2 separate regions of the Mus musculus genome follow, and region 1 is linked to region 2. The links are chromatin contacts, called in public promoter capture Hi-C maps. All regions are on one chromosome and are shown on one strand. The core of a region is the stretch at or near the end of the contact, and the rest is flanking DNA. Distances in the headings are between cores, read along the strand shown. Region 1 holds the start of Vegfd (vascular endothelial growth factor D). Region 2 overlaps Pir (pirin).

Region 1 (5,563 bases), core at 227-2,726, 82 kb before region 2:
GCCTTGATATTGGACCTCCATGTCAGGCTGCAGGGGAAAGGAAATCCACTTTTGAGTATAGTTGACAGGGTGAAAACTGTAAATGGAGCAGTTAGTCTTGACCTATGAAACCTGGATGCAGAGTTACTACCTGTTTATGGACTCTATGCATATGATGGTTCCCATGTCAAAGAGTTCACATCGTCATGAACTAATTTTCCCCTCTGGGGGGCGATATGCTCCCCCGTATGGAAAATTCAAGCCATAAAACTCAAGCCCACATCTGATTTCTATCTGCTCATAGCCAGAGATTTCTAAATCAGTCATGATTTAGTAGCACTCCAGTCAAAACAATTGCATCCGGGTCCTTTTCAAAAATAAAAAGGCTTGAAAGATACAAAATATGAAACGAAAATGTTATTCTAGCAGTCAGTAATCCCATTGTTCATCCTTTTTGCATGGTTCTCAATGTCTTGGGCTGTCCTTGATGCCTGCTCATAGAACCAAAGATCTGCTGACTACTTTATCTTAGACACATTTCTCTAAAGCAGAAACAGGAAAACAAAAACAAACCCCAAGAAAACTTGTCTTTCCTGAATGGTAGCAATTGGTAATTGGTAATAAGCAAAACCAGACAGAAAACATCCACACACACACACACACACACACACACACACACACACAAAAACCACTGTGATTTTCAATTTACAGAAGAAATTACTCAACCTGGCTGCTCACAAAAACCTACAAACCAAGGGCCCACAAAATTGTGTGTGTCACAGAGGCAAATCACAGCTTCAACAGAAAACCACTGTGCCATCTGCAAGCACAACTGGGAGCAAACTGGTTCCGTGTCAAAGATTTCCAGAATGCTCATGTTCTGTCCCCATTCCAAACACACACACACACACACACACACACACACACACACACACACACTTTCAAACATTCATGGTAAGAAACTTATTAAGCCCCCAAAGTAAAGCATTAATACACACAGGCTAAGAATAGGCAGGGCTTTTAGACTGCTTCAAAACCAGCGAGGGCAAAGGACTTTTTCTGTGAAAGCCAATAAAGAGAAATATTCAAGCTCACCTACCTTCACTGGTCCATGTTCGCTCCTGAAGCCCTGCACCAAGTACACATGGAACATCATGAGGATATTCCCCATTCCCCATTCTCCATACATTTTGAATATTTTAAATGTCTACCGATGACTAAGCAGTTGTTTCCAGGCAGCTACTGAAAAGTGTTGCAAAAGGCATTCTCCAGAAGCAAAGTTTGAAGCCCCAAACTTTACATGGAAAAAAACAATCACATGATCAGTTGTAATTAAAATCCAATGAAATGACTTGAGTAAGTCAAGGGACTCCCTCACTGCCTCACACACAATCTTAGTATGGGAGAAAGCAATGAAAAATATTTCAAAGTTTCCCGCTGCAAAAATAATCAGGAGGTGGTCATATCTTCCACTTGAAACTAGAAATCACTCTACAGACATTTCTTATCCAGAAAGTTGAAGATAAAAAAAAAAACCCCACCCTACGCTCAAGGTTCTAGCTGCTTTATAAGGAGGTGGTATGACCACAAACACTTGCAGTTACAGCAGGCTAAAACCCAACTATGGATTCAAACTTTTTCACAACCTTCAAGAGAGCTTGCAGGAGCATATGTCTTAAATCTGACAGAGTTTGGCAGAAAACGCTGGGAAGTCTTGGCTGGAATCCTGCTGTGTTCCTAGCAAGAGCAGGGCAGTTTTAAAAGCTGACTCACATGGGCAGGACTGCTGTGTTTTTTTTTTTAAGCACGTTGCCTGTAACATGAAACCCAGAACACAGTTCTGATGGCCAGGATGGCAGATGGGCTTCAGTAGAGGGACTTTAGATGCTCAGATATCTGCTGTCAGCAGCACAGAAAGCAGCAGCAACAAAAAACATGCTTCAAGAAACCCCAAAGGGCAGAGAATAAAAAGGCATCTATCTACTCCCATATAAAAAAGCACATGTAAATAGCAATTAATTTTTATAGGTGCTTAATAATTTCTACCAAATGAAGAACATTGATTTTTTAAAAGCAACAAGTAAAATTATTTGCATGTATCAGGAAATATTTTACATATGTTACTGCCATTTTTTTATTGTTTGTAGTTTTCCTTTTTAAATTAAACATATTCTTTGACAATTTCAAACATGAATATAATGCATTCTGAAGATTCATTACAAAAAAACATCTTTTTAATGTGGAATTCTATTTTTTATTTTTCCATTTTCAAGACAGATGGGCTTGGAAATCGGAGATACCCAATGTCTCTGACTCCTAGAGTGCTGGGATTAAAGGACTCTGCATCACTAAGCCCAGCTTAATGTGGCTTCAGAAGCACCAGCTAAACTAGCCTTGGAAATTTAATATACCGAATGGCCAGTCCATCCAAGTGGCAGCGTCTCAGCTCTTCATTAGTTTCCAATCTTTGACTTCCAGGTTCTGGCCCCCTCAAAACCATTTTTTGCATTTCTGAAATCAAGAATGGCCTGAGAAATTTCCTCATTGGTATTCATCACAAATGGACCTAGGGCAGAAAGAGACATTCACAAAGTTCTGGGTGATGACATGTTCCTCTATCACTATAATTGTTATGTATTCCTATAGCTCCTCAGTTAAAACAAAATCTAGGCATAGCTGGGCATCAATAGCCCATTTTCACACTGTTCAGTCATACGGAACTAGTTAGCATTTGTGTTTTGTGGCTAGGACTATATACAATTATATGTTATCATTCAGACCAGACTTAGATAAACAGGATTGAGTCTCACTGTCTACTGAAGGTTCCTCACAAGCAATGACAATCCCTTTTTCCAGCACATTCTGTAGTTGTTATTTTGTAGATCCTGAACTTATGGCAGGAATTGAACCAACTTGATATTATAAAACCAGCTAGATTGTAGCAGAGTTTTGGTATCTGGCTAAGCAGTGGACGGGGCTCTGCCTTTCTGGGATGTGTCTCAATCTATTTTGAAAACTAACAGAATTTTCCTTACAACAAAGAGAAGTATTAATCACTTCCAAACAACTTGCACATTTGCATTTTTTGGTAGTTCTCCAGAAGATACCTTCATGTGCCCTATAGGAACCATAGAGTAGGTCAAGTTTTTAAGTTTGGCTAGTTTCTCCTTCCTGTCACGAGTCACTATCATACTCTTGCAAGTAAAGGGACTTTCGTCTTTCTTTAACTTTTTTTAATGTTTCTATTGTTTTATCTTTCATTCCCATCATAATTTATCTTCCCACCCCCCCACCATTCCAAAAGATATGTTATACTAGTGTGATCATCCTCTTGCCAGGGATCACCAACACCATAGCTTTAATAAATTTTATTAATATATTTCAAGGCAAGAAGCATTTTTAAAAATTATTTCATAGTGTTAACCATTTTTTTGTAATTCATCAAAGGGCTAGGAAAAGGCCACTTTAGATTTTATCAGTCAAACAGACCAAATACTGGGTCAAGGACTCACTTGCTGCACATAATAATTTTCCCATTGTTTCCCCAGTGAGGCCACACTAATCTTATGCCACAACTTTCTGTAGTATGTATCTATATCCTATTTTGACACCATACCATGTCCCTCAGTTTTATAAACTGTCCTTGGGTCACCTAGGAAGGTGTAGGGAACAGAGGAAGTCTTGACTGAATGTGTATTATTGATAAGAACCAATGTCTCCAACTGCAGAGACCACCCACACAGAGACCCCACAGAGATGAGCTAACTTCTTTCCCCTGTGCTACACACACACACATACACACACACACACACACACACACACACACACACACACACACACATGAAAAGTGCCAAGATTCTGGGTTGTAGCATAGTCAGTGGTACCAAGTACAGGGCAACCGAGTCCAGCTCTCTGAAGATGTGTCTGTATGTCCATCTTTTCTTCATTCCCTTGTCACCCTAGACAGGTTTCCAGTGTGGTTTTGAAGACTCAATAAATTAGCACTTGCAAAAGACTATGACCGATTCTTAGTAAATAGTAAATGGCATCAATGCATATGCTAAGAAAATGAAATATCTGCATTTTTTTCTCACTTGTAGGAGGGACATAACTCCATCAAAGTTAAGATAGTTTTCCATTCCAACATGCTATGACTTCTATGCCTAATGTCATCATTCTGACCACTCAATCACAGGAGGAGCAGGCTGTTAATAATTCACAAAAACCACAACCAGCCGCCAAGTACTCAGGATGTTTGTGGCTGCCTATAAACATGCAAAGGCAAAACAAAACAAAAAACGTAAAAAGGAGACTAAATTAAGCTAACTAGACAAAATGCTTTGCCTCTAGTAACTGACAGCCCAAGAGGCATATATTTTTGTCTGATTAATGTTGGCTGGTGTTTACAAGAATACCCAGTGTCGGAGGCACTGGAAGAGGATTTGCATACACAGTGCCTGCCATTTTGCTTTGTCATCTTCATTTCAACTGGACTCTTGAACTTCTAAAAACTGCTATGGAGGAAAGGGCTAACGTAAAAGGGTTTCACCCCAAGCACACTTCTCCTCTACAAATTCCAGTCTACAACTAGATAATGAGCCTACTACATTTGGTTGTAGTTTTCTTTGCAGAAGAACAATTTTATTCAGTCGTGACAAAAGGAAGAAGGGACTATGAACCTTGGGAGGGACATTTTGAACTGTACAAATTTAACGTGAAATGTCACAAACTGGGGAAATATGATTTAATATCCCCCCTAAATTATTGCTGGAAGAAAAAAAGAATACTTTCTAAATATTCCGTGTGATTTAAATGCATGACCAGCTGGGGCTTATCTGAGATCATAGTTTATGCCTGGGGATTCATGCCAAGTAATGGAATATGATAAGATCTTAAGTCATGCTTAATTAAATACTCAGTGAGTTGCACAGTATGTTTTGTAGGCAAAAATATAAATAACAAGTTGGGTTCTAGGTGCTTTTAGGTTTTTGTCATTTAATAAAGTGCCAATGATACAAGGACATCAAGATCCAAGAGGTTGAAGTGATTGCGTATCTCTGCCAGCATTTCCTACCTTCAACTACAGCACTGCCTCCTCCACACACTAATTCTATTTCTGTTTCTTCAAAAATATTTATTTTAAGTAAGTGCGCACGTGTGTGTGTGTGTGTGTGTGTGTGTGTGTGTGTGTGTGTGCATGTGCGTGTACCTGTGCAGATGCCCAAGGAGGGCCAGAAGAGGGCATTAGAACTTCTGGAGCTGAGAACTAAGATCAAATCCTCTGCTAGTGGAGTATGCACTGCTGAGCCATCATTCCAGCCCCCTCTATTTTTTTTTTATTTAAACTACTATAGAAAATTTCAAAGAAGTATTATTCATAAGAGGCTCATACTAAAATATATACACTAAAAATAGAATAGATTGCAAGGACAGTACTGGCTATGATTTGAATATTGATTTTCCCCTCCATAAGTCATATTGAAATTTGATTGTTCGTTGGAATTATTGGCAGGTGGGATCATTAAAAGGTGACTAGGTCATTCAGATGAGTTAATACCTTTTCCAGTGGGCAAATTCACATTCT
Region 2 (5,788 bases), core at 1,913-4,412:
GTCACATTATAGCATAGAGGAGCAAAGGACTGAGTATCTGTGGAGATGTGTTCAATTTTTCCACCAAGAACTTGCTGTTAGGAGAACTAAGACAGAGAGCAACCTGAGAGACTTGATTATATGACAGGTAGTTTTACTATCTACACCACGCCTTTGAGGGAATTTCACTATGCCCCATCCTACAAGGGGTTCAGTCCAGGAATGCCAGTGCCCATAGCCAGTTACAGTAGCACTTACCCTGACGGCCCAGGAAAGTTCATGATGGGTCTCCCACAGCCTGAAGCACAGGTGAAAGTAAACCTGTTCTTGGATATAGCAGGAAACCCAAAGGAAACATTCCTGACACCCAGGCCCACAGCCTCAGTGGGTACTCAAAACTGTTTATGACATATGTCAAGTCATTTCAAATTAAAGTCAGTGATCCCAGATTCATGTCTTCATTCGCAGACGGCAAGACCATATTCACACAAGTGTGTACATGCTCACATTCCCAGATCCATGTCCAGAGTAAATCTAAAACTGAAGAGAAATGCTGTATGTCCCATAGAGTGGCCAGTAGGCACCTACAGCTGCTTAAGTTTCACTTAAATCAAACTAATAGGATTTAAAGTCAGCCCAGCAGCAGCACTAGCCAGATTGCAAGTGCTCCATAGCCTCCCGTAGCTAATGGCTGCTGTAGCCAACAGCGGAGACTATAAAGCCTTTCTGTCTATACAGAGTTCTATTTGCCACTGTGATCTAGACAAAAAAAATTTGAAAATTAGATTTCAGCAATGGTGGGCATTTTGTCTCTCAAACTAATGGGCCTCTCATGTCATTATTTTATCAAAAGAAAAGAAACAACTCTAATATTCTCTTCCTTAAGGGTCTTGTAATCAAATCAGAGAAGAAAGATTAAAGAGACATCAAAGACATACAACATTTAATTACTTCAAAGACATGGTCATTTTGTTACAGGAAATATTCAAGTTAGTACTGGAGGTTTACAATGAGTGGTGGTCATGACACAAGGCTCTCTTTGCATGCTTTATGTAAATTGGATAATTTGTGCACACCTTGTGACTCCTAAAAAGATTAGCATTCAGTCTAAGAATTTGTGAAAGGCCTGCGATAGTGCTCTGCTAATGAGCCACTGCAGGCTTAACAGCAATGACTGTGGACATATTCTCATAACTGGATGCGTTTGTCATGCACCAGCTACCTCAGTATTTTCTTTAACCCTTAATGTGATTATCCTTTTTAATTTTTGAATTTTACTTAAAGATATCATTAACAATTATTATTATATGAGTGAACCAGAAAAATGAAATCTGATTAAAATTGCAATATCTACTGTTGGGACTTTAATTTTCACTCAAATATACTAAATCAAATAAAAGACCTTCTTTCTTTAAGAAAATCAGAACTTACAAATGAATTATCCTTGTTACCAACCTCCTAAACTAACAACTTTTACCAACTCCCTAAATCTTAACTCTGTAAAACCACACAAAGAAAAAGAATGAAAAAATATTTTTAAAAAGAAAGTCAAAACATATTCCCAAGAGGTATGAGAAAATATTTATGAAGTTTTGAGTACCTGTGAGATACCACATCAGCATCATCACTTATATGTGTGTGGGTGTTTTGCCTGCATCTATGCTCATGCACCATGGGCATGCTTGGGTGCTGCTGGAGGCTTGAGAGGACAGACATTCCCCTGGAACTGGAGTTATGGTGGTTGACAACCACCACGTGGGTTCTGGGACACCCTAGACATGATGACACTATACTGCTAGGTGGCATCCATGACTGAATATATAGAAGAAAGGGGTATAAGCAATCTCTCTCTCTCTCTCTCTCTCTCTCTCTCTCTCTCTCTCTCTCTCTGCTTCCTGACTTGATGCAGTTCTTTGCAGTTCTTTTTTAATTTATGAATTAAAAAAAGTGTGTGTGCGAGCATGAGTGCTTTTATTAGCATATAAATGAACAGTTTTTCTTGTGGCATTTTATACCATTTTGGTTTGGTGTACTCTTTCCTTCCTCACTCCTCTCCAGATCTAGTAGTTCTCCCTCCCTGCACATATGCAGGGAGCACCCCAGTACTCCCTTTTCCATCCTGCATAGTAGCTGGGGGAAGGAAAAATTGAGAACAAAGTGAAATGATGCACATGTATGAAGATTCCATGATGAATCTCTTATTTTGTATGCTAACCTAAAAAGTTAATTAGTCAAGAAAGTGTCTAATATATGAGATTTAATATATGTATGGAAGATATGACTGGTCAAAAATGACAGTTATATTTTATATTTGATCTTAGTCAAAAGGCCATGAAGTGATAATAATTATATGTTAAAGGAGTCAAATACAATACTACATATAAATTCATCAAATGAAATTTCATCCTGTGATTATTAATATATAGAGAGATGCTTGAACATCAATGGTGATCATCTCAAGATGAAAAATGCAGGCATGTTTTATTATTAGTTCCTTTCTACAATGAATATTTTCCTTTTTTTTCCCCAATAGAAACGAATTTTATTCCGAAAACAAGGATGCCTCTTCCAATCATTAAAATGAGTGTTATCAATTAGTCTTTATAAATTTACCCCCCAGCTCATGGTTTGGACAGGAAGGTAACAGCAAGTATGACTCCACACTACATGTGAGGACAATGGAACACAGACTTTCTCACATTTAATGTTCAATTTCTATGGGAGTCACTAAGGCTAGAATGGGAATAAATCACTTGACATTCAATAACTTTAAGGGGACATACAGCAAGTTTCCAGTTTTCAAAGAAGTAGCCAAACTATAAGGAGCACTGTCTATAATTGCTTTCCTGTCTTTCCTATTTACGTTTAGCTTGTAATGAATCTCCCTCTTGGGTTCTCAAAGAAGACCTTCTTAAATCATAGTCCCAGATTATTTTTAATTACTCAAGTCAAACATAATGTCTTTCAAGTTGCAAACCATAAAACACACACACATAATATATACATATATATGTCTTTATATTATTAGTCTTTATATACAATATTTGTTTTTTTATTATTGCTAAGTGTCATAAATGCTTGATGGCAACTTTGCTTATGAATTTCTGTCTGTAGAACATCTTTAAAAGAAAGAAAACCCTGGGGCAGTTACATCTGAGCGTGGAGACAAGCCACATGATCTTTTTAGGGCCTTACATAATCACAAACGCCTGGAGAACTGCCATGGGTGGTTGACGAATTGTGTTATGTTTAAGCTCGAGTTGTGTGTGTCCAATTAAGTAATAAGTTTGTAATCTGAACCAGGTGTTCCTCGGAGCACTTGATATACTGTTTGGTCTCCTGTCTTCCTTTCCTCCTTCTAGTCCTTTCCATGGATCTTTACCAAGTATTTTTGTTCCCTTGTAAGTTCTTAATTCTTTGGCTGTTTTGCATTTGGAGAAAGACACAATCTCACACTGCGATGAAGGAAAAGTAATTTACCATGTAAAGTGTGAGAAAAGTGACTGTCCGAGAGAACTTTAAATTAAGCTGGAAGAATTCCCACACAAGAGAAAAGACAGTTTGTTGTTTTGTTCCAGCTGCTATATAGAAAGAAGAGCAAGGAGGAGACCTCATTCTGTGTCTGGATACAAAACACAAGACTTACCCTGTAAAGCCAAAACTGTACATTAGGGGAACAACTGTATTTCCTTTCCATTTCTTTTTGCCCTAAAATTGTGAGTTGTTTTTTTTTTTTTTTCCCTACTGGTAACTGGGTAGTAAAGATACCGCAAATTGAGGTCACGGCTGACAAGAGATGCCAGCAAGGAACATATTGTGTAATAGAAGCTGTGAACTGTTCTCAGGGCCGGAAATCCAATGTTTGTAAAAGGAAAACTTCTTCACAACACGAGCAATCTCTCTGAACCCTGAAAAAAATCACTCCACTAACTCTACACATCTAACACTGATCCTATAATACACACAAGTCCCAAAAGGTGGTCATTAACAATAGTGTTTTTAAAAAAATAAAACTGAAACACAGGGTGGGAACACAGTTTGGATGTTCATCAAGCCAGCAAATGCAAGCAGGATGCTGTTCCTCTCGTCCTACTTTGGCATGGTCCTGTCATAGACCTACACAGGGGCCAGGCCTTCAAGAACTCCTGCCTCAGTACTCCCTATTGGGGGTGGGGGGTGCTCTTTCTGCATCTAGAAGCTAGTCAGGTTTAGGCCTGCTTAGAGTCACCAGGTTGCCATCTGCGAGTTGTGAGCTGCAGACAAAAGTAAAGACAGTTTGTTGTTTACTCTTTATTTACTCTTAGAGGGATCAGTGGACTCAGATACAACATCGACCGATTAAGTTGGGCTCCTGAGGTATGGTCAGAACAAAATGATAACATGTGACCAGGAACCCAGCACATGTTCAGTAAGTTGGAGAATGAGCACATCTGTGACTTCGCCTTGGGCAGGGATCACATCTGTAAGTCCTCCCTCACACCTTCCCACCTGCTTCCCCAGATATTCCCATGGTTCTGTTTGTCACTTCATTCAGGCCACAGTTCAAAGATCACAGACTGAAGGAAATCCTATCTCAGTCTACTCTATCCTATGCCAGATTGTTTCTTCTTCCCAGCTTTTTCACTACAGGATGCTGTCTGATAAAATTATTCATTTTATTGGTTATCTAAAAGAATATAAGATCCACGGAAGCTGGGACTTTGAAACATTTAATTAGTGTAAACAATGGATTCTATTGTGTACAGTCTACAGTCTCATCAACAGCGAATACGTGTTCCATTTCCCCATGTATCTTCACCAACATTTGTGGTTGTTTGTGGCCTTAGAGAGAGCCATTCTGGACTAGAGTGAGATGCAATCTCAACCTAAGTGTGACTTGCATTTCCAGGATGACCAAGGAGAGTCAACATCCTTTGCCTATACTTATTGGCCATTTGTACTTCTTTCGAAAACTTTTTGCTCATTTATTGCTCAGGTGAATTTTTTTGGTATCCATTTCCTGAATTCTTTATATGCTCTACATATTAATCCCTTTGACAAGGAGATTCATTTGAGGAAAAATAATTAGTGAACTTCTAATTTCCATTCTGTAGCCTGTCTCTTCACTCTGTTGATTATTTCTTTGCCACACAGAAGCTTTTTAATTAGATGCACATTTGTCAATCCTTGCTGCTGTTTCCTGAGTCACTGGGGTTGTATTCAGAAAGTCATTGTGTATGACTACATCTTGAAGCACTTTCAACAAAGACATTTTTTAAAAACTCAACTGTACCCTGAATACAGCTGTCATTGATGATGTATTGAATACATTAATCAATCTTATATTTCATAATCTTCATGCATTTACTAAACATTTAGCCCTAAGTATATACCATAATCTACATTTGATTATTGTGGCTCAGTGTCATTAAGGTTACAGCATAGCAACAGCAGAGCAAGAAATTCAATCAACATTTTTCTGTCTCTCAGAATGAAACTATTTTTCCTAGCCCATGTTGCCTCATGAATGCTGAGGAGGTTTTATGAGCACAGTGGTTGCCTCTGAGGAGAGATCTGACAGGAGATGAAACAGCAGGCAGAATTAGGTAGGGGTTTCATGAAAGAAACAAGAGAACTTTGCCAATTCAGGTGAATCAGCCATTTCGAGTAAAGATAAAATCCCAGGGCTGTATACAAAACTGAAAATAATCCTTGTGATTCCTGAAGGGATGGGATCAATTAAAAGACCCAAAGCTACAATACCCTAAGATGAGGTGACTGGTCCTTCATTATGGACATTCAAGAGCTTTACTTAATAACATCTAGCTAC

Evidence for each region. Promoter capture Hi-C pulls out the DNA fragments that hold promoters and counts their contacts.
Region 1: a contact with region 2 is called in a promoter capture Hi-C map of the 3T3-L1 cell line, with 4 times the contacts expected there. The contact joins the promoter of Vegfd here to the enhancer-like site in region 2. A contact is called at or near these places in 16 of 39 promoter capture datasets (the 3T3-L1 cell line, 3T3-L1-derived adipocytes, the C10 cell line and 9 more), 1 of 15 datasets of contacts at CTCF or cohesin (CD8 T cells), 17 of 484 Hi-C or Micro-C datasets (the 3T3-L1 cell line, the C10 cell line, the C2C12 cell line and 12 more), 4 of 115 datasets of contacts at active chromatin or transcription factors (embryonic fibroblasts, embryonic stem cells and epiblast stem cells) and 3 of 9 other capture datasets (adipose tissue, liver and macrophages).

Annotation. Positions count from the first base shown.
Region 1 is chrX:164,369,435-164,374,997 of GRCm38.p6, reverse strand. It overlaps Vegfd (vascular endothelial growth factor D), which reads right to left and starts at 1,476. Exons shown (of 7, transcript NM_010216.2): 1 at 1,079-1,476. The coding sequence starts at 1,168. Pir (pirin) reads right to left here. Exons shown (of 10, transcript NM_027153.3): 10 at 1,985-2,545. The coding sequence ends at 2,433.
Region 2 is chrX:164,288,790-164,294,577 of GRCm38.p6, reverse strand. All of the region lies in intron 3 of Pir (pirin), which reads right to left. Among named protein-coding and RNA genes, the nearest start is that of Gm22023, 8.6 kb to the right of the region's middle. Within about 2 kb of position 3,162, at least 6 of the 459 cell types and tissues checked have an H3K27ac peak or open chromatin away from gene starts, as enhancers often do. A contact at or near this core is called in second pharyngeal arch cranial neural crest, where this site is marked.